Linked DNA regions of Mus musculus: all the other regions are linked to region 6. A link is a contact called in public HiChIP or PLAC-seq, capture Hi-C and promoter capture Hi-C data. All regions are on one chromosome and are shown on one strand. Each heading gives the region's core, a stretch centred on a gene start, on an enhancer-like site or on the middle of the called end of the contact. The rest is flanking DNA. Distances are from core to core; before and after follow the strand shown. Region 1 holds the start of Cyb5b (cytochrome b5 type B). Region 2 holds the start of Terf2 (telomeric repeat binding factor 2). Region 3 holds the start of Atp6v0d1 (ATPase, H+ transporting, lysosomal V0 subunit D1). Region 4 holds the start of Vps4a (vacuolar protein sorting 4A). Region 5 overlaps Sntb2 (syntrophin, basic 2). Region 6 holds the start of Zfp90 (zinc finger protein 90). Region 7 holds the start of Nfat5 (nuclear factor of activated T cells 5).

What was found. Promoter capture Hi-C pulls out the DNA fragments that hold promoters and counts their contacts. HiChIP or PLAC-seq counts read pairs in DNA pulled down with a chosen protein or histone mark. Capture Hi-C pulls out chosen DNA fragments and counts their contacts.
Region 1: a contact with region 6 is called in a promoter capture Hi-C map of liver, with 4 times the contacts expected there. The contact joins the promoter of Cyb5b here to the promoter of Zfp90 in region 6. A contact is called at or near these places in 1 of 39 promoter capture datasets (second pharyngeal arch cranial neural crest), 1 of 115 datasets of contacts at active chromatin or transcription factors (bone marrow-derived macrophages) and 1 of 9 other capture datasets (liver).
Region 2: a promoter capture Hi-C map of liver shows a contact between it and region 6, with 2.7 times the contacts expected there. The contact joins the promoter of Terf2 here to the promoter of Zfp90 in region 6. A contact is called at or near these places in 3 of 39 promoter capture datasets (the 3T3-L1 cell line and liver), 1 of 484 Hi-C or Micro-C datasets (liver), 1 of 115 datasets of contacts at active chromatin or transcription factors (T-cell acute lymphoblastic leukemia) and 1 of 9 other capture datasets (liver).
Region 3: a promoter capture Hi-C map of liver shows a contact between it and region 6. The contact joins the promoter of Atp6v0d1 here to the promoter of Zfp90 in region 6. A contact is called at or near these places in 3 of 39 promoter capture datasets (liver and pre-B cells), 1 of 115 datasets of contacts at active chromatin or transcription factors (pro-B cells) and 1 of 9 other capture datasets (liver).
Region 4: a contact with region 6 is called in a capture Hi-C map of macrophages, with 5 times the contacts expected there. The contact joins the promoter of Vps4a here to the promoter of Zfp90 in region 6. A contact is called at or near these places in 7 of 39 promoter capture datasets (the 3T3-L1 cell line, the C10 cell line, cranial neural crest and 3 more), 2 of 484 Hi-C or Micro-C datasets (cortical neurons and ventral hippocampal neurons), 2 of 115 datasets of contacts at active chromatin or transcription factors (astrocytes and bone marrow-derived macrophages) and 2 of 9 other capture datasets (adipose tissue and macrophages).
Region 5: a contact with region 6 is called in a promoter capture Hi-C map of liver, with 2.2 times the contacts expected there. The contact joins the enhancer-like site here to the promoter of Zfp90 in region 6. A contact is called at or near these places in 7 of 39 promoter capture datasets (the 3T3-L1 cell line, HPC-7-derived erythroid cells, cranial neural crest and 4 more), 1 of 15 datasets of contacts at CTCF or cohesin (the NIH/3T3 cell line) and 5 of 115 datasets of contacts at active chromatin or transcription factors (T-cell acute lymphoblastic leukemia, astrocytes, bone marrow-derived macrophages and 2 more).
Region 7: an H3K27ac HiChIP or PLAC-seq map of thymic regulatory T cells shows a contact between it and region 6, with 4 times the contacts expected there. The contact joins the promoter of Nfat5 here to the promoter of Zfp90 in region 6. A contact is called at or near these places in 2 of 39 promoter capture datasets (cranial neural crest and liver) and 2 of 115 datasets of contacts at active chromatin or transcription factors (bone marrow-derived dendritic cells and thymic regulatory T cells).

The regions. Positions count from the first base shown.
Region 1 is chr8:107,148,900-107,152,598 of GRCm38.p6, reverse strand. Cyb5b (cytochrome b5 type B) reads right to left here and starts at 1,938. Exons shown (of 5, transcript NM_025558.5): 1 at 1,726-1,938. The coding sequence starts at 1,887.
Region 2 is chr8:107,094,413-107,098,209 of GRCm38.p6, reverse strand. It overlaps Terf2 (telomeric repeat binding factor 2), which reads left to right and starts at 1,662. Exons shown (of 10, transcript NM_001371065.1): 1 at 1,662-2,088; 2 at 2,186-2,281; 3 at 3,258-3,388. The coding sequence starts at 1,701. Mir7075 (microRNA 7075) reads left to right here and starts at 2,104; the gene lies at 2,104-2,185.
Region 3 is chr8:105,564,788-105,568,586 of GRCm38.p6, reverse strand. Atp6v0d1 (ATPase, H+ transporting, lysosomal V0 subunit D1) reads left to right here and starts at 2,523. Exons shown (of 8, transcript NM_013477.4): 1 at 2,523-2,804. The coding sequence starts at 2,675. It overlaps Agrp (agouti related neuropeptide), which reads left to right. Exons shown (of 5, transcript NM_001271806.1): 2 at 861-981; 3 at 1,095-1,227; 4 at 1,385-1,467; 5 at 1,649-1,892. The coding sequence starts at 1,098. The coding sequence ends at 1,831. It overlaps Gm38250 (predicted gene, 38250), which reads right to left and starts at 2,407. Exons shown (of 4, transcript NR_168532.1): 1 at 2,313-2,407; 2 at 2,117-2,218.
Region 4 is chr8:107,028,787-107,032,642 of GRCm38.p6, reverse strand. Vps4a (vacuolar protein sorting 4A) reads right to left here and starts at 1,374. Exons shown (of 11, transcript NM_126165.2): 1 at 1,152-1,374. The coding sequence starts at 1,172.
Region 5 is chr8:106,970,543-106,974,575 of GRCm38.p6, reverse strand. The region is part of intron 1 of Sntb2 (syntrophin, basic 2); the gene reads right to left. Among named protein-coding and RNA genes, the nearest start is that of Sntb2, 37 kb to the right of the region's middle. Within about 2 kb of position 2,380, at least 130 of the 459 cell types and tissues checked have an H3K27ac peak or open chromatin away from gene starts, as enhancers often do. A contact at or near this core is called in T-cell acute lymphoblastic leukemia, astrocytes, bone marrow-derived macrophages and 1 more, where this site is marked.
Region 6 is chr8:106,413,364-106,417,180 of GRCm38.p6, reverse strand. It overlaps Zfp90 (zinc finger protein 90), which reads right to left and starts at 1,854. Exons shown (of 4, transcript NM_011764.4): 1 at 1,411-1,854. The coding sequence starts at 1,443.
Region 7 is chr8:107,291,016-107,294,887 of GRCm38.p6, reverse strand. It overlaps Nfat5 (nuclear factor of activated T cells 5), which reads right to left and starts at 1,418. Exons shown (of 15, transcript NM_018823.2): 1 at 990-1,418. The coding sequence starts at 1,062.

The DNA.
Region 1 (3,699 bases), core at 689-3,188, 740 kb before region 6:
AGCAAACAGCTAGGCTGGGGGCATAAGGGGTTTGGTTCAGTGTTTGCCCTGTACTCATCTAAGGCCCTGGGTTCAAGCCAAAAAAACATTGTTTTAAAAGGAGGAAAAAGCCGGGCGTGGTGGCACACGCCTTTAATCCCAGCACTCGGGAGGCAGAGGCAGGCGGATTTCTGAGTTCGAGGCCAGCCTGGTCTACAGAGTGAGTTCCAGGACAGCCAGGGCTACACAGAGAAACCCTGTCTCGATAAACCAAAAAAAAAAAAAAAAAAAAAGAGAGAGAGAGAGAGAGAGAGAGAGAGAGAGAGAGAGAGAGAGAGAGAAAACAAGAACTGGAGAAATGGCTCAGTGGTTAAGAACACTGACTGTTCTTCCAAAGGTTCTGAGTTCAAATCCCAGCAACCACATGGTAGCTCACATCAGATGCTCTCTTCTGGTGCGTCTGAAAACAGCTACAGTGTACTTACACATAATAAATAAATGCATAAATCTTTAAAAAAAAAAAAAGAATCTTTAGGCTGGGCAGTGGTGGCGCCTTTAATCCCAGCACTTGGGAGGCAGAGGCAGGCAAATTTCTGAGTTTGAGGCCAGCCTGGTCTACAGAGTGAGTTCCAGGACAGCCAGGGCTACACAGAGAAACCCTGTCTTGGAAAAAAAAAAAAAAAAAGATTGACAGTCAGCAAAGGAACAAGAGAGTAACATCTTAGTGGGGTGAAATGTTCTTTTTCCTTACTGTAGTGACTACATGGTCAAATACACTTGTCAAACCCCAGCTAGAGGTGTAATATAGTTGACAGTGTTTGCCTAATAAGCATGAGCGATCTGATCCCTAGAAAGGCATATACAGGAAGATTAGAAGTTCAAGGTCTACAGAGACTATGTAATAAGCTGAAAAACGCCCTGTCACAAAGAGGAAAATTATCTGTGGCCCAACAGTCTCAAAGAGATCTTGAGTAATAAGATTTGATTTGAAGCACTAACAAAAGGGTTGAAAGCCAGGTGTTGGTGGCCCACACATTTAACCCCAGCGTTCAGAAGGCAGAGGCAGAAGGATCCCTGAGTTCGAAGCCAGCCTGCTCTACATAAAAGTTCCACGGACACACACACACACACACACACACCCCACACACTCTACTGCCTAACCAGGAACAGGGGTGGGAGGAATCTCAGCTCACTGGATAAGAGCACATGTGCACATGTTCTGTTTTCTCGGAAGATCCAGTACCCAACACCCACATCAGGAGGCTCACAACCTCCTCTTATCCAGCTCCTGGGGTTCTGACCTCTGGCACCAAACGCAGATGCAGATGCCCCCACCCCCACCCCCACCCCCCCCACATACAAAATTTAATTGTTTTTACTTTTTAAAAAAACTGCCTTCTCCTCTAGAAAATAAAAGCCCCCCAAAGCACTGCTTTCTAAGGCATACTTCCTGGAAAGGAGCAGTTCTGAACTGGGCTCGATTAGGTCGTTAAGTGTGTGCCCTTGAGAGCTCCCGGCCTCCGTGAGCCTCAGTTTCTCTTTATGGGAAACGGGTTGATGGCCTGGCGTGTGATCTAGCATCCTGCAAGTGCTCCATGCATTGAGAAACGCACGTTGTCAGTCGAGGCTGAGACTGCAGCCCCTCCGAGGGTCACGGTTCCTTCCGGGCGCCGGACAGCCACGCGTGGCCTCTCCCCACCCCCACCCCGGCAGCGCGCGGAGGCCTCCCGCCTCCCCGGCCCGCACCTCGCTGAGGAAGCGGGTGATATCGTAGACTCGCCCGTGGATCACCATCCACGTCTCTTCCGCCGAGTTTCGCTTCGCCACCTCCTCCAGCCGGTAGTAGGTGACGGAGGGCTCGGAGCCCTCGACCTTCTCGCCACTGCCGCTGGCCTCCGGGGTCGCCATGGGATCCGAAGCCCTCTCCGCCGCTATCTGGGCTTCCACCGCTAACTTCCTTGACTTGCCGGCCCGCGCTGGGTCCTCCTCGGCTTCCGTAACCGGGTAAACCTGGTCCGACGTCCGACTGGCCAATCGGCGTCGACCAGCCCCTCCAACCTTGCCAATCAGATATCGTGATTTTGGACCAGCGCCTAAACGTGGCCGGGTGACAAGTGTCACCACAGGAGAGCATTCTCTCTGCTCGGCCCATGGGCAGGCCCGGCCCTAAAAGAAAAGAGCCGGTTTCCAGCGTCTCTTTTCCCTTCCTGCCACCCTGGGTCCCCGAATGAACGGACCCGCATTTTCCCTTGATCTTCCCATCCAGAATTGCAGCCCCCGGGGTTACAAGCTTTGCTGTCCCCCAGACTGGTTCCCTTTAGGCTCCAAAAGGCTCAACAATTAAAATGGGTGTGGTGACCTCTACCTTCCTTGCCCAGAGGTTTGGGATGTGTGTTAAAGAGAGTGTGCTAAGAGAGGCGTGAGCCCAGCAATCCACTGTGTAAATCACAAGTGGCGTTGGACTCCATGGCTCTTAGGTACAAGGCCTTAGGACAGCAGTTGGGGCAAGGGTAGATGTCCTAAGTTTCTTCCACTACTGACAAAACAATCTCTAACTGAATTCTTCAGTGATCAGGGCTCATCTACACTGTTTTAGTTTCTAAATGGCCTAAAATAGGATTTACTTCAAATGACCCTTGCTAAAAGTCTAGGTAATTTGGAATTCTAAGTTAATGTGCAAGGTTGCGAGCCTTTCTCTTTAATTGCGGTGAAAACTAAGAGGCTGATCATCCTAAAATGTTTCACGGTGTTACTTCACAACCTAGCACTCATGACTCTGTAAACTATTTGCAACCTCTTTCACTAATATTTTATTGTTTGTTTGTTTGTTTAGAAATGTATCAGTATGTAAGCCTGGTTGTCCTGGAACTCAGAGGCCTCTGCCTCCCATGTGCTGGCTTAAAAGGACACCACCATGTCTACTTTCCATAACCTAAGTTCCTAATTACACAAACTATGTACTGTAGTTTGCTCTGATGGCTCTCATAAATACTGACCAAAACCAGCTGGAGAAGTAGAAGGTTTATTATGCTTGCAGGTTATAAGCCATTGTCTTAGTCAGGGTTTCTATTCTATGCACAAACATCATGACCATGAAGCAAGTTGGGGAGGAAAGGGTTTATTCAGCTTACACTTCCACATTGCTGTTCATCACCAAGGAAGTCAGGACTGGAACTCAAGCAGGTTAGGAAGCAGGAGCTGATGCAGAGGCCATGGAGGGATGTTCTTTATAGGCTTGCTTCCCCTGGCTTGCTCAGCCTGCACTTTTATAGAACCACAACTACCAGCCCAGGGATGGCACCACCCACAATGGGCCCTCTCCACTTGATCACTAATTGAGAAAATGCCTTACAGCCGGATCTCATGGAGGCATTTCCCCAACTGAAGCTCCTTTCTCTGTGATAACTCCAGCCTGCATCAAATTGACACACAAAACCAGCCAGCACAGGGGAAAGGCACCACAGTAGAGACTCAGAGCACTTGCTGAGCAAAAGTGACGACTTAACCATTCCCTCCCTCGGCAGTAAAAGCCCGGCAGGCCTTCCTATGCCTGTAATTCTAGTTCTGGGGTGGTGGTGGAGGAAGGCAGCTCCTGAGAGCTTGCTGGCCATCTGGTAGAGCTGAAAACAGCAAGCCCCAAGTTCAGGGAGAGACTTTCTTTCAGGGAACCTGAAGAGGAATGACAGATGAAGACACGTGACCACTCCTCCAGCTTCCTTG
Region 2 (3,797 bases), core at 413-2,912, 680 kb before region 6:
TTTTTACCCAAGCAGAGGCAGCCACCCTTTTGGGGTCTTCCCTCCCAAACACATCTCTTGTGTGAGATTTGTTGTACAGTGTGATTTTGTGGAGTTCTTTGTCCCCTGATTGACAGGATACCTCCCAGAACAGAGGTGTAACACCTTCCACTGTGGCAACCTCCCCCTTGCTGAAGCACAGATGTAATACTTTTTAGAGAGAAACCTTCCCTTGCCAGGCCTCGCCCCTGAGGAGCTCCAACCACCAGTTCCATCCACAGAACACTCTAACCACTCTAATGGCTGGACCCAGCCAGCCCTCACCCTACAGAGTAAAAAAACTCAAGCTCTGGACTTGAAAACTTGCCCTGCTCCACTCTCACCCCAAGAAACCCCACATAAACCCTGCCTTCTACTCAGTATCCAGCTGCCTCTCGCCTGAGCCTGAGTCTTCCTTCCTTCCCAGTAAATTTCTTGTGTGTGAGGTTTGTCGTATAGTGTGACTTTGTGATATTCCTTGGTTCTTGACTGCCAAGATACTTTCCCCTCAGAGCTATAACTTTTACACTGGGTGTAAAGACATGGACCACTGCACCAAACTTAAAAATCAGATTTTTTTTTTTTTTTGTAAACAAAAATAGATTGTCCAAGCATGCTCTGGATGAGTTCATGAAAAGCAATTGGAATCCAGGAGCAACAAGATAGATGGTTCAGTGGATAAAGATGCTTGCCAGAGACTAAGCCAGATGACCTGATTTCAGTCCCTAGGATCCACATAATGAAAGGCAAAAACCAACTTCTAAAAGTTATCCTTGGATCTCTGTGTATACACACACACACACACACACACACACACACACACACACAATTTGTTGAACCCTGAGCTACAGGAACCAGAAATAGTAACTCAGTTCATTTTAATACAATCCTCACGATGTCCACTTGACAGAAAGGGGCACAGGTACACAAACGGAGAAGTAACTTGTTCAAGGTTTACACAATAAGAAGCAGACCTGTCAGGATATCAAGGCAGATAGTTTAGCTCCTGTTAAGTAAGGCAAACAGGCTGGAATCACCAAGCAGCTTGGATTACCATAGCTAGGATTGCTTTAGAGAGTGGCTCCAAAGCCATGTTGTGGATGGGCTCTGACATGAGTTCAAAACTAGCCTGGGTAACTTTGCAGGGCCTGTCTTAGAATACATTTTTACTAGGTGGCTGGGGACAGTGCACGGTTGATAAAGTGCTTGCTCTAGAATGGCGAGGACCTCCGTTGATTCCCAGAACAAACCTATGTTTTAAAAAGAAAAAAAGTAAAAAAAAAAAAAAAAAAAAAAAAGGCTGGCCATGTTGGCACTATCTCAGCACTGCAACACAGAGGCAGAGTTCTATGTCTTGAGTTCCAAGCCAACCAGGGATACACAGTGAGACTCTGTGTCAAAACAAAACAAAGTAATTTCTTTCTACTGTACTGCTTTTCACAATTTGCGAAATGTCTAACATTATGCACGCGCTTATTTTTCATATTCTTTACACTGTCCCAAGTCTGCAGCGTAGTCTTCAAAATAGCGCGCCTGGCTGGGCTGTGTGGACTCCAATCCCCAGCAAGCATTGCAGCAGACACAAGAGGAACTACGGATGCCGAGGAGGTGGGTAGACCCCCCGCCGCCTCGGTCCTTTCCCTCCCAGAAGCCCGCGGGCGGCTCGGAACCCCGTCGGTATCATGGCTGCGGGAGCCGGGACAGCGGGCCCTGCTTCCGGCCCGGGCGTTGTGCGTGACCCGATGGCGTCACAGCCAAGGAAACGGCCCAGTCGGGAGGGCGGGGAGGGCGGGGAGGGCGAGCGGCGGTCGAACACGATGGCGGGAGGAGGCGGGAGCAGCGATAGCAGCGGGCGGGCGGCGAGCCGACGGGCATCGCGCAGCGGCGGGCGGGCTCGACGGGGGCGACACGAGCCAGGGTTGGGAGGCGCGGCCGAGCGGGGCGCGGGGGAAGCTCGCCTGGAGGAGGCGGTCAACCGCTGGGTGCTCAAGTTCTATTTCCACGAGGCGCTGCGGGCCTTTCGGAGTAGCCGGTACCGGGACTTCAGGCAGATCCGGGACATCATGCAGGGTGAGAGCCGGCTCGGGCCGCGGGGAGGAGGACATGGTTTTGGGGGGCATGACTTGGGGTCCGGGGCTCGCGGAGCCAACCATGTCTTCTTTCCCAGCGTTGCTTGTCAGGCCCTTGGGGAAGGAGCATACGGTGTCCCGGTTGCTGCGGGTTATGCAGTGTCTGTCGCGCATTGAAGAAGGAGAAAATTTAGGTACGGCTATTTTTTGTGTGTTCTTTTCTGGGCTTACTTACGTAGGGTTTTGTTATTTTCAAACTTAACATCCGGAACTGAAAGATTCCGGGTTAAAGTGCACTACTGGTTCCACCGCGGAGGGCTTTTTCATTCAACAGTGGTTGAATTCTCTAATTCCGGTTTTCTCCAGTTAAAGTTTCTTGGCTGTCTTTTGTTTTGTTTTCTCCCACCTGTTAATTGCACACCCATTTTTATTGCTACAAGTAAGTTACGTCAATAAGGACACATCTTTCTCCCTCTTCCTCCAAATAGTAAAGTGGGAACACTCTCCCATCCACACACAAGTTGAACTTGGCAGCTACTTAACAAACTCTCTTCATTGTTGGCCCCTTGTATCTGAGGAAGTTGTGTTATTCTGGATTTTGGAGGCAAACATATATGTTATAATTGAGCTGTATTAAAAAGTATTGAAAGATAGTCACTTAAAATACGTTGAAGCCAGCCGGGCAGTGGTAGTGCACACCTTTAATCCCAGCATTTGGGAGGCAGAGGCAGGTGGATTTCTGAGTTCGAGGCCAGCCTGGGCTACAGATCCAGTTTCAGGACAGCCAAGGCTACACAGAGAAACCCTGTCTTGAAAAACAAAAAAGAAATATGTTGATTGGAATTTGAACCATATATCAAGGACATAAACAAATAAATGCAAACTTTACTGGGTCTGTATGGCCCTTTTATATTATTAGTTTTTTTTTTTTTTAATGACAGAGTCTTAAAAGAGTCTACATAGCCATAGCTGTTGAACTCACTGTGTAGACCAGGTTGGCCTCTGCCCTCTGCCTCCTGAGTGAGGAGATTAAATGCCTGGTTTGCATGGTTCTTTGTACAAATGAGTCTTGTGGTGTTTGCATGCTTTATAAATAGCTATGTAAACTTTTTGGACATGTTTGCTCCTCCTTAGCAAAGAGCTTAAAGTGGAAACTGTGTTTTGTCCTAGACTGTTCCTTTGATATGGAGGCTGAGCTCACACCCTTGGAATCAGCTATCAATGTGCTGGAGATGATTAAAACAGAGTTCACACTGACAGACTCTATGGTTGAATCCAGCAGAAAACTGGTCAAGGAGGCTGTAAGACACATTTTTACTATTTTATTTTATTTTATTGTCTAGCAGAAGTCAGGGATCTTTGCAGACTCCTTGTGGAATCTTTTCTGCGTGGGTAGAGGGAAGAGCAGGTGGAGGGAGAGACAGACAGAGTAAGTAGTAAGCCCTCTAGCTGTGGAGAGGATAGCTCTGTGGTTTGGGTTGTTTTTGTGGCCTTGGGAAGTGGTTGACGTTGAAGACGGTTTTGGAAGTTTGTACCTTTGAGGAGCACTGAGGCCCCCCAAGTATCTGTGGTCCTAGGTTTGGTTGCCATTGTCTGTAATAAGCCAAAAGGAATGGTTAGGGCCTTGGGAAATGTGGGACTGAGTTTTTTGACTGCTGAAAGGAAGACTTAAGGAATCATTCCTGCACTAGACTAGAGTCAACCAGAGAA
Region 3 (3,799 bases), core at 1,274-3,773, 850 kb after region 6:
AATAATAATAATAATAATAATAATAAAAACCTCACCAAGTGTCATGGCAAATGCCTTTAATCCCAGCACTTAGGAGGTAGAGATAGGTGAATTTCTGTAAATTGGAGGCCAGCCTGGCCTTACATAGTAAGATTCTGTCAAAAAAAAAAAAAAAAAAAAAAGTCCCATGGGTCCTGTTACACCCACAAATGTGCAGTCCTTACTCTGTCAAGCTGATGAGGCCAGGCGTAGGCAGAGACCTGACAACACAGGGCGGAAGGGAGCAGCCATTAACACTAATGAAGCAGGCGGCCTGAAAGCTTTGTCCTCTGAAGCTGTATGCCCACCGGGGGAACAGTGTTTTCTGCTCCCTTGGTTTCCAGGAACCTTAGGTAGAAAGGGGGCGTGGGGATGGAAATAGGTGTAGGGGGGGGGGTCTTAAGGAAAGCACAGAGGAGGGAGAGCCAGGAGGGTGGGTTTGGTTTTGGCTATAAGGGATTTTTTTGATCTCTCTTCCAAAGAAACCTTGGGTCTAGTTTTTCACTTCACTGCTGCATGGTGATACTGACCCTCTTTGGTGCCCTTGACAAAGTTCCTGGAAGCAAAGGAAACAACATGTCCTAGGGAGACTAAGTGAACATCTGTGGGGACAGAAATTAAATTAAGATCAGAGGGCCGCCTGCCTTATTATTGCTAATGGTTCTAGCATGACCCATCCCTAGGTTCTGCTCTTATGGAAATTTTGGGGTCTGGACACCCTATCTTGTTCCCAAAGTTTAATTGGTTCCTGGCTGTCTCATGCCAAATTGGAGATGTTCTAATAGAACACCCAAAGGTTCAGGTCTTAGGGAGAAAGCCTGAATTGTGCCTCCATTTTCCAGGGAGGCACCTCATGCCCTGGCTACAGGAAGCAGTCACGTGTGGACCCTTTATTAGGCACTGCCATATAAGCTCAGGGCACAAGAGACCAGGACATCCCTAGGCAAAGATCAGCAAGCAAAGGTAAGCACAAAGACTATACAGGAATTGGGACTTTCTGGGAGCATCTCTCTCAGCGCTGGTAGGGTACCCTAAGGATGAGGAGAGACTAAATGGGGGTTTTCCTGCTGAGCCAGGCCATGCTGACTGCAATGTTGCTGAGTTGTGTTCTGCTGTTGGCACTGCCTCCCACACTGGGGGTCCAGATGGGCGTGGCTCCACTGAAGGGCATCAGAAGGCCTGACCAGGCTCTGTTCCCAGAGTTCCCAGGTGAGTATGGTCAGGTTGGGGATATGTGGGGCAACGACCATTGCTGGCCACAGACCTGCCCGCCCAGGCTTAGACCTCCTTCCCCAATCCCAATCCCAACCTAGGGAGGTGGGTACTTGGTGCATGGTGGGTGTGGCCCTCACATCTTCTGCCCCAGGTCTAAGTCTGAATGGCCTCAAGAAGACAACTGCAGACCGAGCAGAAGAAGTTCTGCTGCAGAAGGCAGAAGCTTTGGCGGAGGTAACTCATTAGGGAAAGGGATAAAGTAGAAGGTAGGGCGCATCAGATACCATCATCTCTCCCCACTTCCGGATTACCCAACCTGGGCAGAACTGCAGCCCCTCCCTGACCTCAGTCCACTGCCACCCTACTGGGGTCGGGGTTTGAGAGTTTCCTGAACCTTATTCCCCTACGAATGCAGGTGCTAGATCCACAGAACCGCGAGTCTCGTTCTCCGCGTCGCTGTGTAAGGCTGCACGAGTCCTGCTTGGGACAGCAGGTACCTTGCTGCGACCCGTGCGCTACGTGCTACTGCCGCTTCTTCAATGCCTTTTGCTACTGCCGCAAGCTGGGTACGGCCACGAACCTCTGTAGTCGCACCTAGCCAATGGATGTTGTTTGGGCAAAGGCAGGGGATGAGAATAAAGGATGGGACGGTTTAACCTTAAAGCTGTGGTTATTTCAAACGTGGCTGTCGAAGGGTTGTCGGGGCGTCGTCATGCTGGAACCACACACACCATAACCTCGGGGTCTAAGCTACACCATCATCTGAACCACATATATGGGCGAGTTTAAGGCACCAGGCCCCTTGGGGAAATCAGAAGGCCACACCCCGGTCCTAGAGAACTAGTGCAACAAACGCCGGGAAAGCGGGCGCAGTGCGGCTTACCGGGTGTAAAGTCTAGTTGGAGGATAACCATTTGGCTCCGAAACTCTCCCCTCCTCTTCCTTGGACCTCGGTTTCTGTCTGGTAGGAGACAGCCTCGACAGCCTAAGGAATAGCACACCCGCTCAGCTTTACCCGGCTGGCCCTAATGAAGCCAGACAGAAGCGCCAAACCCAGGAAAACTCAACTTAGGGCCCACCTCGCATCCTGAGGGTATTAGCACCACCACGCGGTCGATTTCCATCATCGACCTTTCTTTGCTCTCCGCTAGGCGCTCCAGGGCCGCCTTTCCTTAGTGCGCAGGCGCCGGGAGGGCAGTTATAGCCGGTCGGGCACTCCAGAGTAACGCATGCGTGCCAGGGTGCCCGGAAACTGGAGCCATTTAAGAGCCAGGCCCTACTGCGGTCACGTGAGACGCGGTGCGTCACCTGACGCACTTGACAGCCCGCTGCGGCCGCCGCGTCAGCTGATCCGGGGAGTCTAGTTGCGTGCGGGCAGATCGGGGCTCTCTGGTCCCGCCGCCCCCCGCCTCCCCTGCCGCCTCCCACCCCCGCCGCAGCCATGTCGTTCTTCCCGGAGCTCTATTTCAACGTGGACAATGGCTACTTGGAGGGATTAGTGCGCGGCCTGAAGGCCGGGGTGCTCAGCCAGGCGGACTACCTCAACCTGGTGCAGTGCGAGACGCTCGAGGGTGAGCCGCGGGTCCGGGCTGTCTGAGGGGGGCCTCCCTGAGCCGGGAAGGGCACGCGAGGCCTCTGGGAACCCGCGAGCTGATTGATGGTGGGCATGTCAGGAAGGAGTCTGCCTCTAGCTGCGGCTCTGCGCGGGGGCCCAGACGTAAACAAGCCTTCAAGAACCGCAGTGGTTTACCTGGGCTCGGGTTGCCTCTAACCTCGTCGAGCTAGTCCTATAATTTAGAAGGACGGGTCCCCGAGGATTGGTTAGCCGGCGCGACGAGTGCGCCTCCAAGCTTCTTCCCCCTGGCCCAACCCTAGGCCTGTTGGGTGGCAGTGCCTAGGGAAGTTAGATGGAAAAGGCTTCTCTCCTCCCCCAAGGGCTTTAGAATCGTTGTGTCTTGGTGGTGTTGGTCTGAGGGTTGGGTCGTCCTGGGGAATTGCTAAGCCAGTTTAGCGAGAGGTTCCTCCCAGCTCTGAACCGCTGGCTGTGTAGAGTCTTCAAGACTGTTTGGAAAAGCAAGAGGTGGCTCTGTAAATCAGAAATTCACGTACAAGTATTTGGCCCCAACCTGCATTCACACCCCACCCCAGCACTGTTGGGGCACCAGTTTGTTTGTTTGTTTCTTTCTTTCTTTCTTGGTTTTTCGAGACAGGGTTTCTCTGTGTAGCCCTGGCTGTCTTGGAACTCACTCTGTAGACCAAGCTGGCCTCAAACTCAGAAATTCACCTGCCAAGTGCTGGGATTAAAGGCGCACACCACCACGCCCGGCAGGGCACCAGTTTCTTACACAAGAGTGACAGAAAGCTAAGTTCCTCTTTCTTTCTTTTCCTTTTTTTTTTTTTTAAGATTTATTTATTGTTATATGTAAGTACACTGTACCTGTCTTCAGATACACCAGAAGAGGGCATCAGATCTCTTTACGGATGGTTGTGAGCCACCATGTAGTTGCTGGGATTTGAACTCAGGACCTTCAGAAGAGCAATCGGTTCTCTTAACCGTTGAGCCATC
Region 4 (3,856 bases), core at 125-2,624, 620 kb before region 6:
AACACAACAACGTACAATGCCACAGAGTATGCTACATGGGACAGTAGGGCTGAGGAGCAGTGGTTAAAGGCGTAGAGTTTCTTTGGTGATGATTCAAACCTCTAAAAGCCCTGGATGGTACAGTTTAAATATGTGACCGTTATAGCATGAGTGCTAGCTCTTCATAAAACTGTTTCCTAAAAGTTGGATAATATTCTTGGTTCACATGTAGTGCTAACTCTGGCCAGGCAGGTGGGATCAGGCCGAAGTTGGTTTAACCCTAAGAACAAACAGAACAGTTTCTGCAGTGAATGGTGGGTTCTAGTTCTGAATTCCATCTAATTTCAAGCCTAGAACAGAAATTTACTCCTGTATTTCTACTTGGAGCAGCCACCACCACCACCAGATATGCAAATATCACTCACTCTTTGATGCTCTGGCTAAAGTCCCTTCCTTCATAAAGTCTTACTTGGTTCCACCCAAACGCTTACTTTATTAGCAAAGGCTTACCGAGTACATGATATGCTGAACCTATGTTATAATTGCTTTCCCTGAATTATTGTCTCAAGTCGTCTGACAACCACCCTACAAGGGCACTGCCTATTTTAGTGATGAGGAAATCCAACATTCCAACATCCAAAACCTAGACACACTGGTGAGTGGCAGGGCTGGGATTTAAACACAAGCCTGAGGCCTGACAGTGTTTATGCTTTCTGACAGCTCTAGAACGAGCCCTTCCTTCATCCGGGCGGCGCCACCCCAGCATCACCCTGCAGGACGTAGGGAATGAATGAAGGGTGGCTGGCCGAGAAACCCGGGGCTCGTTGGAAGCAGCTCAGGGGGCTGCCAGGGCGCCTGGCAGGAGCGGGTGAACGCCGCTCCCGGAGCGACCTGCGGGACCCGGGCGCGCTCAGGGGGAGGCGGCGCCGCTGCAAGGCGGCAGTTCAGCCCCGGCTGCGCGTCCTGGGCTCCGGCCCGCCGGTTCGGCTTGGGCCGGGGCTCAGTGGAGACGTCCTTCGGGCTCCGAGCGCGGGAGAGGCTGCAGCGCGGGTGGGACGAGGCAGCCTGACAGGGACCGCCAGGCCGGGCTCCGAGGAGGCCACCGCCCGTCCGCTCCGCGGCCCGCAGGCCCTGCCGCCTTGGGCCTCCGCGGGCGCGCCGCACCCAAGTACCTGGAGGGTTGACGTTGTCATTTCATATCCTGGGTCCGCCCCACACCCCGCGGTGCTGCTTGCGGCCTCGGTCCGGCTCGGAGGAGCCGAGGTGGTGGGTCCGCCGCTTAGGAGCCCGGCAGGTCGGCTCTCGGCGCGGGCAGAGCTGCCACTAGCAGTGGGAGCCGAGTCCGAGGGTGAACGAGGAGCGCGGCCCAGAGCGGCCCAGCCCGAGTCACGCGGCTGCCGCCCTGTGGCCATGGCCTGCAACTGCAGACACCGCTCCTCTAAGAGGGGCGGGGCCTGCCGGGGGCGGGGTCTGGTGGGATACCGGTAAAGGGCCAGCCCGAAGGCCGGTAAAACCGGAGTGAGGGGCGGAGCCGCCGAGTGAGGGGTGGGGCCGACGGGGGCGGGGCCTGGTAGATCCGGGAGAGGAGCGGGGCTGGACGTGGACAAAGATGGGGAGTTCTGGGCGGAGTTGGGAGCCCAGGTGGGCGGGGCCGACCAAGGGCGTGCCTTGTGAGAGAGTGAGGGGCGGGGCGGAGGGAACAAGTAGAATCTGTACCCCACTTGAGTAAACCTAACCATAAAAAGTAAACTCCCTGGAGCTGTGTTTTCCCGCTATTTAATAGGTTATGTTAATTAGTATTTACCTTGCCTGTCTTAGGGGACAATGAATGAACTAATGTATACATAGTGAATGTCACACTGTGGGTTCAATCCCAGGTAACTGTTATGAGAGAATGATTCTAAAGCCTGTTTTGTGATGGTTTTTATTTTTATTTTTTTTTCAAGACAGGGTTTCACTGTGTTGCCTTGGCTGTCTTGGAACTCAGGCTGTCGACCAGGCGTAACCTCGAACAGAGATCCACCTGCCTCTGCCGTCTGAGTTCTGAGATTAAAGGCTTGTACCACCACCAAGTTTGTGCTAGTTTTTAACTGTTAACTTTTCTGGGCCAGCGAGATGGCTCAGCAGGTAAAAGCACTTGTGCACAAGACAAATGAGCTAATATCCCCAGTTCCTGCTGGGTGGAAGAAGAGAGCAGACTTCTTATAGTTGTCCTCTGATTGCCACACTCCTGCCCACCCAAACTCTCAGAGATCTGCCTGCCTTTGCTGGGATTAAAGTTTTGGGTTGCCATGCCCAGATACTTCTTTTTTTCAGGCAGGGTCTCTCTCTCTGTGTCAGGTGCAAAGGAAACTGCATTTCCTGAGATTCTGGAGCTGCTTCCCCTTTATCAAAGGAGCCACGTCATTTCCCTTACCACTGGCAGAAGGAACATGGCTGTCTGAGGTGCCTGTCAGCATAGGGAAGCGCACACTAGCCTCCAGGTCTGTGGGCTAATGTGCGCTTTGCTCCCTCCCCTAAACGTCACTCATGGGCTTCCCTTCCCCAGCTACTCATTTCTCCTCATAACCCTGCGATTTCAGCTCTGTGCCCTCTTGGTCTTGTCTTGTCTCTCCCTCTCTGCACAGCTCCTGCTCCCCTCACAGTCAGGTCCAGTCAGCTGACCCTATTCAGTCCACTCTGTTCTTTCTCAGCTCTGGGCTCTTCCGGATGCCTCTGACTGTTCCCTCCCTCATAGCTACAATAAAGATCATGGTGGCACATGCTTTTAATAACCTGCGCTCAGGAGCCAGAGGCAAGAGGATCTCTTGTGAGTTTGAGGACAGCCTGAACTATACAGCAAGCTCCAAGACCAACAGGACAGCATAAAGAGACCCCGTTTCAAAAAACCAGTCGGGGCTGGAGAGATGCTGGAGAGATGGCACAGCAGTTAAGAGCACTGGCTGCTCTTCCAGAGGTTCTGAGTTCACAGGAAGAAAAAAATTATGCCAAAAAGAAAAAAAAAGACCCCAGGAGTTCTAGAGGCTGGAGGTCTAAAACTCAAGTTACTGGTAGGGCCATGCTCCCTTGAAGCCTGCTAGGCGGAAGGCACACTTGCTGGACACCCTTGGAATTCCAGTGACTCGTAGATCCATCACTCCAGCCTTTGGACACCCCATCATGTCACATGACACAACCATCTCTCCTGTGGGTCTTTCCTAACACTACTCATACATAAAATAAGCAAATAAATCTTTTAAAAAAAGAAAAACAATCAACCATCCAAACATTGTGTTTAGTGGTGTGTGTGAGTGTGTCTGTGTCTCTGTGTATGTCTGCCTTGTGCTGACTAAGGAGTCAGTTTTCACTCGGGATCAAACTACGTTTGCCAGGCTTGGTGGCAAGCATCTTTATGTGCTATGCCATCTGGCCTGTCCAAAGCTGTCCTTTTTTTTTCCTGAGAAAGGGTCTGTAGTCCAGGCTTGTCCTTAATCTTATTTTTTTTTTTATTTTTATTTTTTTAGAAATAATTCTTCTAGTATTTTTTAAAGATTTATTTATTTATTTAATATGAGTACACTGTTGCTGTCTTCTCCAGCAAGTTTCCCTTGACTCAGGCCAAACTGGAATTGTGGTGACTATTATTATTATTATTATGGGGCTAGTCAGTTTCTGAAACAAAGTTAGAGCCCCCACCCCCAAAGATTTTATTTTTGGGAGGATGGAGAGAGAGTATGGGAAGAGATGATTAGAACTGGAGGACAGTTGGGGGTGGGGGTGGGGTGATGTGAAACATATGGCAGTAGATAGCCGTAGGATTCTATAAGGGTGACCCTAGTGAGGTTTCCTAGTAATGTAGGATTCAGAGCAACTTCTGTAACCATGCAAGGAAGGCTTC
Region 5 (4,033 bases), core at 1,131-3,630, 560 kb before region 6:
AAAGGTCCTGAGTTTAAATCCCAGCAACCACATGGTGGCTCACAACCATCCATAATGAGATCTGACGCCCTCTTCTGGTGTGTCTGAAGTCAGCTACAGTGAATTTATGTATAATAAAAAAAAAAAAAAAGTAAACGTCTAAGTGCAGAGACTACAGGTGTGAATTACCAGACCTGGCATAACAGAATCAATTTCCAAAGGACTATAACAGTGGTTCTCAAACTGTGGGTTGTAACCTAGCAGGGGTTAAAATACCTTTTTACAGGGTTGCCTAGACCATTAGAAAACATAGGTATTTACAATTCACAACAGTAACAAAATTAAAGTTATGAAGTAGCAACAAAAATAATTTTATGGGTGGGGTCACCACAACACGAGGAGCTGTATTAACGGGTTACAGCTTCAGGAAGGTTAAGAGTCACTGGACTAGAGTATAGTGAATAGAATCTAATATTCCGTTTACAACCCTAGGGGGGTAATCAATATAGGACCTTTCATACACTACACAATTGATCTACCATTAAACTATACCTTCAAGCCCAAAATCTAAGATTGAATTTAGATTAAAATGTGAACTAGTTACAAAAACTTTGTAACTTGGGAAGACACACCCTCCCCATATATTTTTTTTTTTTTTAGACAATCTTTTAAGCCAAAACAGGGTTTGAACCTGCTATGTATCAGGGGATGATTTTGGATTCCTGATCTTCCTGCCTTTACCTCTAGTGCTGGGACTTCAGGCACAACCCACCCCACCAGGTTCATACAGTGCTTGAATCAAACTTGGGCCTTCATGCTTGCTAGGCAAGCACCCTACCAACTGAGCTATGTACACAGCCTCTAATTCCACTCTTCTCACCTCAACTCAGGAAGTGGCTTTCAGGTGTCCCCTCCCACCTCCACATCCTCTTTTTTTTTTTTTTTTTTTTTTTTTTGGTTTTTTCGAGACAGGGTTTCTCTGTGTAGTCCTGGCTGTCCTGGAACTCACTCTGTAGACCAGGCTGGCCTCGAACTCAGAAATCTGCCTGCCTCTGCCTCCCGAGTGCTGGGACTAAAGGCGTGCACCACCACAGCCTCCTTCACATCCTCTTGTTTTTAATTTTTTTATTTATTCTATAGGTATGAGGGTGTGTGTGTGTGTGTGTATGTGTGTATACACATATATATGTATACACATACATACATACATACATACTACATACATATGTATATGTTTGTCTGTGTACCATTGCCTTCATTCAGTGCCAACAGGTACTGGATCCCCTGGAACTGAAGTTACAGATATTTGTGAGCCACAATGTGGGTGCTAGGAATAGAACCCAGGTCCTCTGTAAGAGCAGTCAGTGCTTTAAACACTAAGCCATGTTTCTAGCCCTATATAATCTTCTTGTTAATTTATTATAGATTTGTGTTGTATATGTTTGTATGTGACTGGGTGTGCGAATGTCACCGCTCATGTGGAAGGTCATGTGAGTTGGTTCAGTCTTCCTACCATATGGGATGTGGGAACTGACCTCACTTGGCAGAACACACCTTCCTGCTGAGTCATTTCAATGAATCATTCTTTTTCTTCTTTTTATAACCCACAGAGAGCACATAAAAATGTAATATTAACCCTAATATCAACTAAGTAACCAAGAGAGCTCACTCAATACATATACTAATACATATAAATGGTTCTAGAAGATAGCAGGCACTGAACACAAATATCTATAGAGTGAGATTATTATTGTTATGTAAAACTGATACGTGTAGACAGGAATCCAGACAGCAAGCTTTTTGACTTCCTGATTTTTCACAACGACCAGTTTCTGCAGGCTTCCTTGTTCAGGGTCCCCCAGAATTCGTGCATCACCATCCTAGCCTGGCACTTGTCACGTCACAGCTTTGTTTTGTCACCTACTCTACTTGCCCAATGGCACACCTGTGAAGTCCATGCCTGTCATCCCAGGACTCAGGAAGTAGAGGCCAGAGGATGATCAGTTTAAGGCTCTATGAGGCCCTGACTCACACAAACTTCAAAAAAATAAACAGAAAAAAGCTACACTCTCTCCCAACCCCCAAAGATTCCAGGCCAACAGATAAAGTAGAAATTGGGATGAAAAACATTTTATCTCTGTAAGAAATACAAAGATAAAAATGTTACACATTATTGAATGTCTTAGCAAAACGAAAAGAAACCATGGAAAATACTTACGAAAAGACTAAGCAAAATGTTCTCCATTAAACAAAAAAGTTCTAGCCATTTAAGTGCAAGGAAATCCACCTTTTTCTTTGCTGCTAAGTGGATGTCTCTTGGACTAGCTGGATAAACCGGATGGTTTGTTTTAGATCAGCACACTGAGTGATACACTATAGGCGGAAATACAGTTTAACCCAGCACAATAGCGGCCTTCACGGGGTCAGCAAGCTCCATCCTGAACTGCAGTGAGAGCCACACTGGGAAGAAGAAGTCATCCAAGTTTCCATATCTGCAATCACCTTGCAACATTTTCAATTGCACAAAAGGACTGCTATTTGTAACTGCCAGGGTTTTACTGTCATTAGGGATTTTCTGACTAATTTGGCAGAATAACCAAGTTCAGGAAGAGAAGAAAAGACAAAGATGAGATCATGTTCTCTTTTTTTATGTAACTTAACTAAGGAACGTGGCTGCAGTACACTAAGACTGATACTCACTGTCCAGCAATAGTATAATATTGTGGTCAATTCAGATCAAATAATGATTCAATGTTTTATTTGTTTCTTTGATTAAATCACAATAAAAACAAAGAGTAGGACATTTCCAACTTCAAAATTAGTAGTGGAACAACAGGGATTATAACCCAGAAGAATAAAAACCATGAGTCTGTACTGAACAAACAACTGGGTAAATAAACAGGGAAGAATAAGCTGTTTCATACAGAAGAATTCCAATCAAAAAATACCAGACAGGATGCTGGGGATATAGCTCAGTTGGCAGCAACAGTACCGAGTACACATGAAACCCTGATCCAACCCCAGTACACAGGAGGTAAGAGCAGGAGGAGCAGAACTTCAAGGTCATCTCTGGCTACACAGTGAGCTAAGTGTAAGCCTGGGTTACATGGGAATCTCCAAGATAATAGTCACAGTGATAATTACAAGAGCCAAACAAAAACAAAACACACAAACAAAACTCCCCCACATTATCTAACCATCTTTCTTGCAGAAAAATATATATTTGTTGACATAAAACCACCAAGAAGCTTAAATAAATGATCAGGTTTCTTAGAATATGGCTTGTTTTTCAAGACAATGTTTCTCTGGGTAGCCCTGGCTATCTTGGAGCGCCTTCTGTAGACCAGGCTGAGCAAAACTCAGATATCCACCTGCTTTTGCCTCCCAAGTGCTGGGATGAAAGGTGTGCGCCACCACACTTGGCTGGTTGGTACAAACCCTTAAGTACCGGGGGGGGGGGGGGGAAGATACAGCTCAATGAGAGGGTGCTCCAATATCCCTGGAACATAATAAGCACCACTGCCTCAGAGATCTGAGATCCTCCCCTCCCTGACCCGCTCTATTACTGACTCATTACCCAACCATAAACAAATTACTTAATCTCTAGGCTTGTATTATAATCATCTGTGTAATGACTGTTATATTGATATTACATGCTCTTAAGAGCCTCAGCTAAATGTAAATCACCACACACTGCAGTATCATTACTCATCCAACCTGTGGGGAGGCCTTATCATTCAGAGGTATATGAATACTCCTTGAATTAACATCTGCAGAAATCCAGCCATTAAACAAAACACACCACTTCACCCCAGCTTCTCCATATGGCCCTTGCAGGTACTAATATAATTTCCCTGAAGCCAATTAATCCCCCAGATTATCAACCAACTATAGTTTTGTATAGGACGATACACTAAATACTGAAGAGCTTCTCCTTCTTACCTGAGAAAATTGGTGTCCATCGTATACAGTTGACTGCCTCAGCCGGCACCTGTTTCTAACCCTCACTCTCCCTGCTCAAGTTAACCATGTACTTCTCTATGTTTTGCCGCAG
Region 6 (3,817 bases), core at 605-3,104:
AAAGATACTGTTAGTATTTTTATCTAGATTGAACTTGATTATATGATACCTGTAGCAACTACAACTTGTAGCTTACTGTTAAAAGTATTTTGTTATATTATGGGTCTCTCTGTGGGTATTGTGCAAACCCTTTTTCCCCTCACGAAAATAGCCTTATAAAGGCCCATATTATATTCCCCAAGCCTTCCCCTTTGCAACAATTAGCCAATCGTGTCAGATTATAGGATCAAGCTTCAATTAACGGGATGAGTTTCAGTCACCACCTCTGTGAGGGAGAAAAGACGGAAGTCACCCTGGCAAACTGTGGTTTTTAGCTCAGTTTTGGTTCAGTTGGACCATTTTTACAAGAGTTCAGAGCCCTGCTAGGCTTCTTTCAACTCTGTGCGATCCTTTCTTCCTCAATGCCTTGAGCTGAGATTTTTTTCCCCCGTTTCTAACAATTTTGTTCCTGTGAGAGCAGGTATCCAAGAAGCCAGAGCCATCAGGTCCCCTTTAACCTGTATTACAAGGTGGATGTGTACTTCCTGCCGTGAGTACTAGGAACGAAACTAATTCTGCAAGAGCAGCGTGTAAAAGCTTACAGTGTGTGCTCTTAACTGGAGCGCCATCTCTCCAGCCCATCCTTATCATTTTCCAGGAGGTGCTGGGAATTGAACCTAGGACCTCACACATACTAGGCAAGTGATCTACCACTGAGCTATAGTCCTAGTTCTTACCTTCAACTCCAAAGAGAGTTCAGATTATGTTCTCATCAAAGTAAAACGGACAGCCTCAGAGCTTATGTCCAGAAAATGCCCCTTTTGCTACAACTAAAAAGTGGGTTGATAAATCTGTCTCTTACTAATTAACCTGAAGCCGGGGCTATGGAGGGTGCGCACTATTATACATTTGTTAATGGGGAAAGAAAGAAAGGAAAATAAAACGAGTGGGGCGGGGGGGGGGGCAAGAAAAGCTGGAGCTTGTCTGACCAGGTTTGGCTGTAATGGTGGTCTCCGACTCAGCGCCCAACCTTCACCGGCCTCTTATTCTAATAGGTCTCTTCTGCCCCCCTACTATCTCTTTATGGCCTTTGGATGGGAAGCAGGGGGCTTTTCTATTTTGTCCCTCTATCCTCCATTCCTCACTGAAGAGTTCTAAGAAGTGCACACTGCAATAAAGTCTCAGTGCTGACACCCCCAGAACACTTCCTCTCACAAGATCGCACTTCCCTAGTCTCCTCTTTAACTCCATCCTTTCAGAAATCCTGCTCTGCCCAGGGCTGGGCACTTTGGGAGGGGTTTTCTCCAGAGGAGGAGACTCAAAGCGATCCAAACTAAGACTCTCTATACCTATACCAATAACTGTTCCATACAGACTCCGGGGGCCTCTCAGGGTGGGATGCTCCGGGCGGTGGGGGAAGGCTCGGCTCACCTGGGGCTTGGCCGTCGGAGGTCTCGGGGCCATTCCTGCCTCAGTGTGTGCTGGCTATGGTCCAGGGCTGAGGAGAGAGGACAGGATCCACTCACCGGGCTACCCCGAGGCCCCACCCCTTCAGCTCTGCAGCCACTTCGGCCGAAACGTGGGGAGGAGCCCCGCCTTCTCCTGCTGCTCTTCCCAAGGCCAAATGAAAGGCCCCACAGCTTCGGGACAGTTCCTCCGGCCACGCCCAGTCCGTCCGCAGGATGGTCGGCGAGGCCCGGAGGACAGCCTCCTACCCACTGCACTCGGAATCTGCCTCCGGGGCTTCGGAATCCGCGACCTCAGGTCCGCCCCTCTAGCGCCCGCTGCAGTTTCTTGTTCCCGGCAGTACTGCTCTGCAACAACAGGGTCGGACAATGGCCACAGCGGCGGGCGCAGAGCCACGAGTGCGACTGCGCACAATGATCCTCGCGCCTGCCCATCCACGGGTGCAGAAACTACGATTCCCAGCTATCCTCGCGTGCCCGCCCTGCAGAGGTCCTGCCTCCTAGTGGGGGGCTGCAGTAAGAGCACAAGAAGGCGGGCAGGTTAGGTTCAAAGTTTTTCTTTGGTATGTGTGTTTTCTGGAGCTGCTGGAAAGGTTCAAAGTTTTTGTCGTGTGTGTGTGTGTGTGTGTGTGTGTGTGTGTGTGTGTGTGTGTGTGTGTGTTGGAGCTTCTAGAAATTCTCACCGCTCCTTCTTTTCTTTTCTCCTTCTCCTCCACCTCCCATCCCGTTCCCTTTCCCTCCCCCCTCCCTCTTTCTCCCTCTGTGTAGCTCAGGATGTCCAGAAACTCACTCTGTAGACTCAATTCTCAATTCTCTTAGCACACAAGTGGCTAAGGATCGGGAGTTCAAGGTTATCCTAAACTGTGGTTCAAGACCAGCCTGGGCTACAAGAGACCTGGTCTTACAAGCCAAAATAAATAAACAATGCATGCACGAATGACTAAAGTGTATAATTCAATAGACTTTAGTACATAAAAAGAGTTGCACAACCATCGTTGTAGTCTCCTCTTTGAACATTTTAATTAGCCACAAAAGAAAAAAAATCATGTACATTAATAACCGTCCCCTCGTCCTAACCCACCTCCTCTCGATCCCGGGCAACCACTGACCTGTGCTGTCTTTGTGACAAATCTGTCTCTTCTGGGTATCTCATAAGATCAGGCAATATGAAGTTTTATGATTGGCTTCTTTCAGTTATTACAGTGGTTCTGAGTTCATTCACATCACAGGAGTCTCTATCCCATTCTTTTTTAATGCTGAATGAAAGATCTGATTGCCCGAGTGTACCACATTCATTCATCAGTTGGTAGCGTCTGCGTTGTTCACACTGTGAGATTTTATGCTTTTATCTTCAAAGCAACATTACAGAGGATATGTGTGTACACACGTTTATGGGGGTGCAGTTTCATTGATCTGGGGTAGATACAGAGAAGTTGAATTATAGAGATTTGGTAGCACCATGTTTAGCATTTGAAGGAACTGTGAATGTTTTCTAAAGAGGCTGTATCACTTCCATCTTTTTTTTTTTTAAACTAACAGCATATAGATTTCAACATTCCTACCCACACCTGTTACTATTTGTCTTTTTATCACAGTGTTCTGTGGATTTTTGCTGGGATGCGGGGGCGGAGAAAGTATAAATAACAACAAACCCCTTGGAAACTCTGCAAATACTTTCCACACTAGACAACAGTAGCAGACAGATACGCACAAAACAGAAGTTTAAGAGACCCTAGAAGGATTCCTAAGGCAGAACTTTCAGTAAGAAGCACAAAACACAGGCTAGGGTAAGGCTCGGCACCAGGCACTACAGCTCGTTCCCCAGCGCTGGCAGCCACACAGCTCACAGATGGGGGCCAGAGTATCTCCTAGGGACCCCAACACAAACAAACGTATGTATGTATGTATGTATGTATGTATGTATGTATGTATGTATGTAAAACGTATTTGCCCATACCTTTTATTCTTGCAGGGGGAGTGGTGGTGGGTGCAGAGACAGAACGATCTCTGTGACTGTGTCAGTGTGTGTGTGTGTCTGTGTGTGTTGGGGAGAGGGAAGTTGGACAACACTTGGGAGCTGGTTGTCTTTTTCCACCTTTCGACGTTTGAATTCAAGCCTTCAGGTTTTCTCTGCAAGTGCATTTACCCGTCCAGCCGTCTCTCTGGCCCTATGACGTTATTTGTACGCATTGTCTACAAGATTGGGGGGTGGGGGGCTTCAGTTTGTTCAAAGACCATTGTTTATAAAGCCTGAAGTTGCCATTGGAGAGGGACCAACTAGACCCTTCAGTAGGCAAGGAGCCGCATTCACAGCAGTAAGGCATGCAATGGAAAACCCAAGCTCAGAAGAATTTATTGACTCTCTAAATTGT
Region 7 (3,872 bases), core at 169-2,668, 880 kb before region 6:
GATACCCCTTGCAAGGGGAACCTGTTCTGACACATTCTTGTGGTGTCCAGTGTAGGAATTTAACCCCAGCAGAGATCACCTCAAGTATTAATGTTTTAGATGCTGGGAATCCCCTGCAGGCCTTAGCCAAAGTAGTTTTAAATGGGATTTTCTGTTCATTGCCTCCTCTCTGCACGAAGCCCTTGAACAGCAACAGAAGAGAATTTTTCTCAAAGGGCAGGACTGTGCCCGAGCCTGGTACTCCAGGGAGAGGAATACAAGTACTCCAAGGAGGGCATCCCTATCTTTGTAAAAGAGAAGTAATTAGAATGTCACGGAGGTGGAAAGAGAGAAAGAAGATTGGGGCCTTTTCCAGGCAAGAAGATGACGAGGAAAGGAAGAACGCCTGGCCGAGGGGGGCCGTCCCGACATGGGGAGGGAGTGGACTAGGCCGGGGAAGGGGGGGGAGTAGGACGACCGCGCACAAACAAGACCAGAGGGAGAAAAAAAAAAAAATGGTGACCCTGAGCTCCGAAGCCCCTCGGGGCCACGCAGCCCGGCGTGGGGCAACTTTGCCAAAGAGGAGAGTCCGGGGGACACGAGCCGCGGCGCCCCGATTCCACCCCCCCTCCCCGGTGTCCCCAGCAGCGGGACCAGTGGGGTGATTCCCGAGCCGGGGGAGGACTGGGCCGGCAGTCCGCCGAGTGTGGTGGAGTCCGGACCCGCCGACCGGCAGGTTGCGAACCTCCGGGACCGCAGAGGACTCTGGGGGGCGCGCGGACCCTAAGCCCCCCGCCGCGCCGCCGCGCCGCGCCGCGCTGGGGAGGGGGGCGCCGCTCGGCAGCTCCGGGATCACCCCTGGCCCTCCGCGGCCAGCCCAGGACTCTCGTGAGGGGCAAGCCCGCCCGAGCCCGGCCCCGACGGGGGACCCCCCCACCCCAGCCCGGGACTCCGCGCGCTCGCGCTCCCCGCCCCCACGCCCCACCCCCCCACCCCCCCATCTGACTCACCTCGCGAGTACAGGGACTTGGGCGATTCCAGGTCTAGGTCCGCGCTGAGCAATGAGATGAAGTCCGAGGGCATCGCAGCTCGACCCAGCCCGGCCCGAGGGCAGCGGGAGGGGGGGAGCGGCGGTGGCGGCGGCACCTCCTCTCCGGGATCCGCGGGCACCGAACCGGGGGCGGTGAGGCGAGGGCGGCAGCCGCTGCCTCCTCCTCCTCCTCGAGGGCAGTCACTTCCCACCCGGCCGAGCGATGAGAAGGGCGGCGGAGTGGAGGGAACAGCTCTGCGGAGTGGAGAACTGACTCCCGGTGAGTCCAGAGACCAGAAGCTTCGGACCGGGGAAAGGGGAAGAGGGAGAGCCAAACGGGTCCGTTTCGGGCTTCTCCTCAGCGCACACTGACGGCCGCCGCCACCGCCGGCGCCGCTGACAGGAATCTGAGCCCCGCCCCCTCGTGGGGCACTGCGCACGCGCGGAGGGGGGGAGGTCCGGGAGCCCGGAAGAGCCTGGCGGCCGGCGGAGGGCGGACAGGCGCGCCACGGAACAGCATCAACAAGGGCTTCGCTTCCTGCCGTCGCTGCTGCGGCCGCTGCTGATCCCGGGCTGGGAAAGGGCCCCGCCAGCCAGCAGGGAGGGTGGAGGGAGGCGGCCTGGCTTCTGGGGCCCTGAGAAGGGAAAAGATTTTTTTTTTTTTTTTTTTTTTTTGCCTCGACCTGGTGGCGGCGAGCCTGAGGCGGCCGGCCCTGCTCCGTGGTGTACTTAGGAGGACACAGACCCTGGGGGACCTGGATGTCAGCCAGGAGGGGAAAAGCCCTCCAGGGACTTGCAGCGATCGAGGCCCGCTCGCTGGAGCTCAGCACTGGGGAATGGAGTTCCACAGCTTGGACAGCAACCGGGCCCTTCGGGGTTTTTCATAGCAGTGTCTGCAGTGAGCTGGTCAAGGGGCTATCAGACTCACTTTTTAATTAAGAAAGGGCAAGCCATACTCACCACCACCACCACCATCACGAGTTACCAAGTTTTGTTTGTGGATTTTGTTGTTGTTGTTCCTGTTCGTGGATTTTTTTGTTGTTGATGATTTCTGTTGGCCCACTCTGGCCTGGAGCTCACTATGTAGATCAGGCTGGCCTCAAACTCACAGAGCTGTGCTTGCCCCTGCCGGTCAGAAGTCACCATGCTCGGCTATTGATTCTTTTTAATGAAAATATTTTCCCCCCACGTTACCCACCACACCAAATTTACGGCGACTGCATTTATTTATTTATTTAGACAGGTGATTTTGTTATGTAGGTCTAGCTGGCCTGCAATTCGCTGTGTAGATTTAGACTGGCCTCAATTTTAGGGCAGTTCTCCTGACTCAGCTTTTCGAATGCTGGGATTACAGAAGAGTACCACCATGCCTGGCTTTGATTTTTGTTGTTGTTGTTGTTTAAGTTTATGTATAATGATGTCTCTGATAGTGAATGGTCGAATTTACTCCGGAGTGGAAAATAAAAGACAATTTAAAAATGGGATCATGTGAGTCCACATGGCTTGTGTGTAATGCACACGCGTGCGTGGGGTAGGGGGAGAGAAGTAAGCAAACATACTCTTCCACACGGGTTTTCATTTTTTTCACTGTGCTAAGGGAGAATGGAGGGAAAACATGTAAATGAGATTTTTTTGGCTGCTCTGTTCTCGGGGGCTAAAAGTTTCCGTTGCAAAAACACATCCTCACCTCCACCACAGACTGTTTCCTGACTCTTAATAGACTTTTGGGAAATTTTTAATCGAGTTATTAAAATATCAATTTGAGCACAGGGTGCGCATCTTGGAAAATAATTTTTAATTCTGTGTGGGATTTTGATGCCAACAGCCACGTGGGCAGTGTTTTTCAGGTGTTAAAGATGCCTTGATGTATGTTACTGTGTCTACAAAGCTGGTCACAAATCCTAAAACCCTGCGGATGTACCCATATAAATCCCTAACAAAGTTTTGCCTCTGTGATTTTGGGCACTTTATTGTGACTTGGAATGCTGGAGTTGGGGAAGAGTCTCTGAGCAAGGGAGGCCCCAGTGCAGGCAGCTCTGGGGTGGGCCCTTTAGCAAGCTTAACCTACAGACCTAGAATTTACATTTGTGTTATCAGAAACCACCTATCCTTTCATCTGAACATCTGATACAGGCTGCCTGATTATCTTCACTGAATTCTTAGTGATAATTAATGAACCCTGTGAGCATTTTCATCAGTCACAAGGAAGGTTTTTTGAGCCACCCCAACACATAGCAGAGCAAAACAGGAAACTACCCTCAAAATTCTATGGCCACTGTACTCTGTTGTAACACGTCCCAAGGGAAGTCCCTTCATAGCTGCTAAGAGACCCGCTCATTTGATAAGAGAAGATTCAAACCTCCTATTGCCTAACACGCTAAGGCCAATTGAAATCCTATAGCTTTGAGTTGGAGTAAAACATTGGTTGGTGACCTAGCCCTTCCATTAGTCACTACATAATACATGAAGAGGAAATTACAATGGACCAGGCTGAGCCTCAGTACTGAGAAAGCGAGGTGAATCACTAAGCATAGTCCTTTCTCCAAACCTATGAGATTGAAACACACTTAGGGTATAGGAAATCCCCTTTCTGACCCTAGTTAACAAGTCAAGAAGGGCCAAGGCCTCTTCCCCTTTCAGCTCTTCTCTGCCCTTTACTCAAAGTTTTTCCATTATGCTTTCTGTTGATCAGATTTTCTCTGCTTAGAGAATAGCGAAGTGAAGAGGGATCCTCCAAAGTGTGACTAAGTGTGACTTGTCTTTGACAGTTAATTCTCTAGACTGGCACTCTGCAGGCTCAGGACCTACCACCCCAACAGGCGCTGCACTGAATACTGTGTGTGTGTGTAATATTTTTGAGACA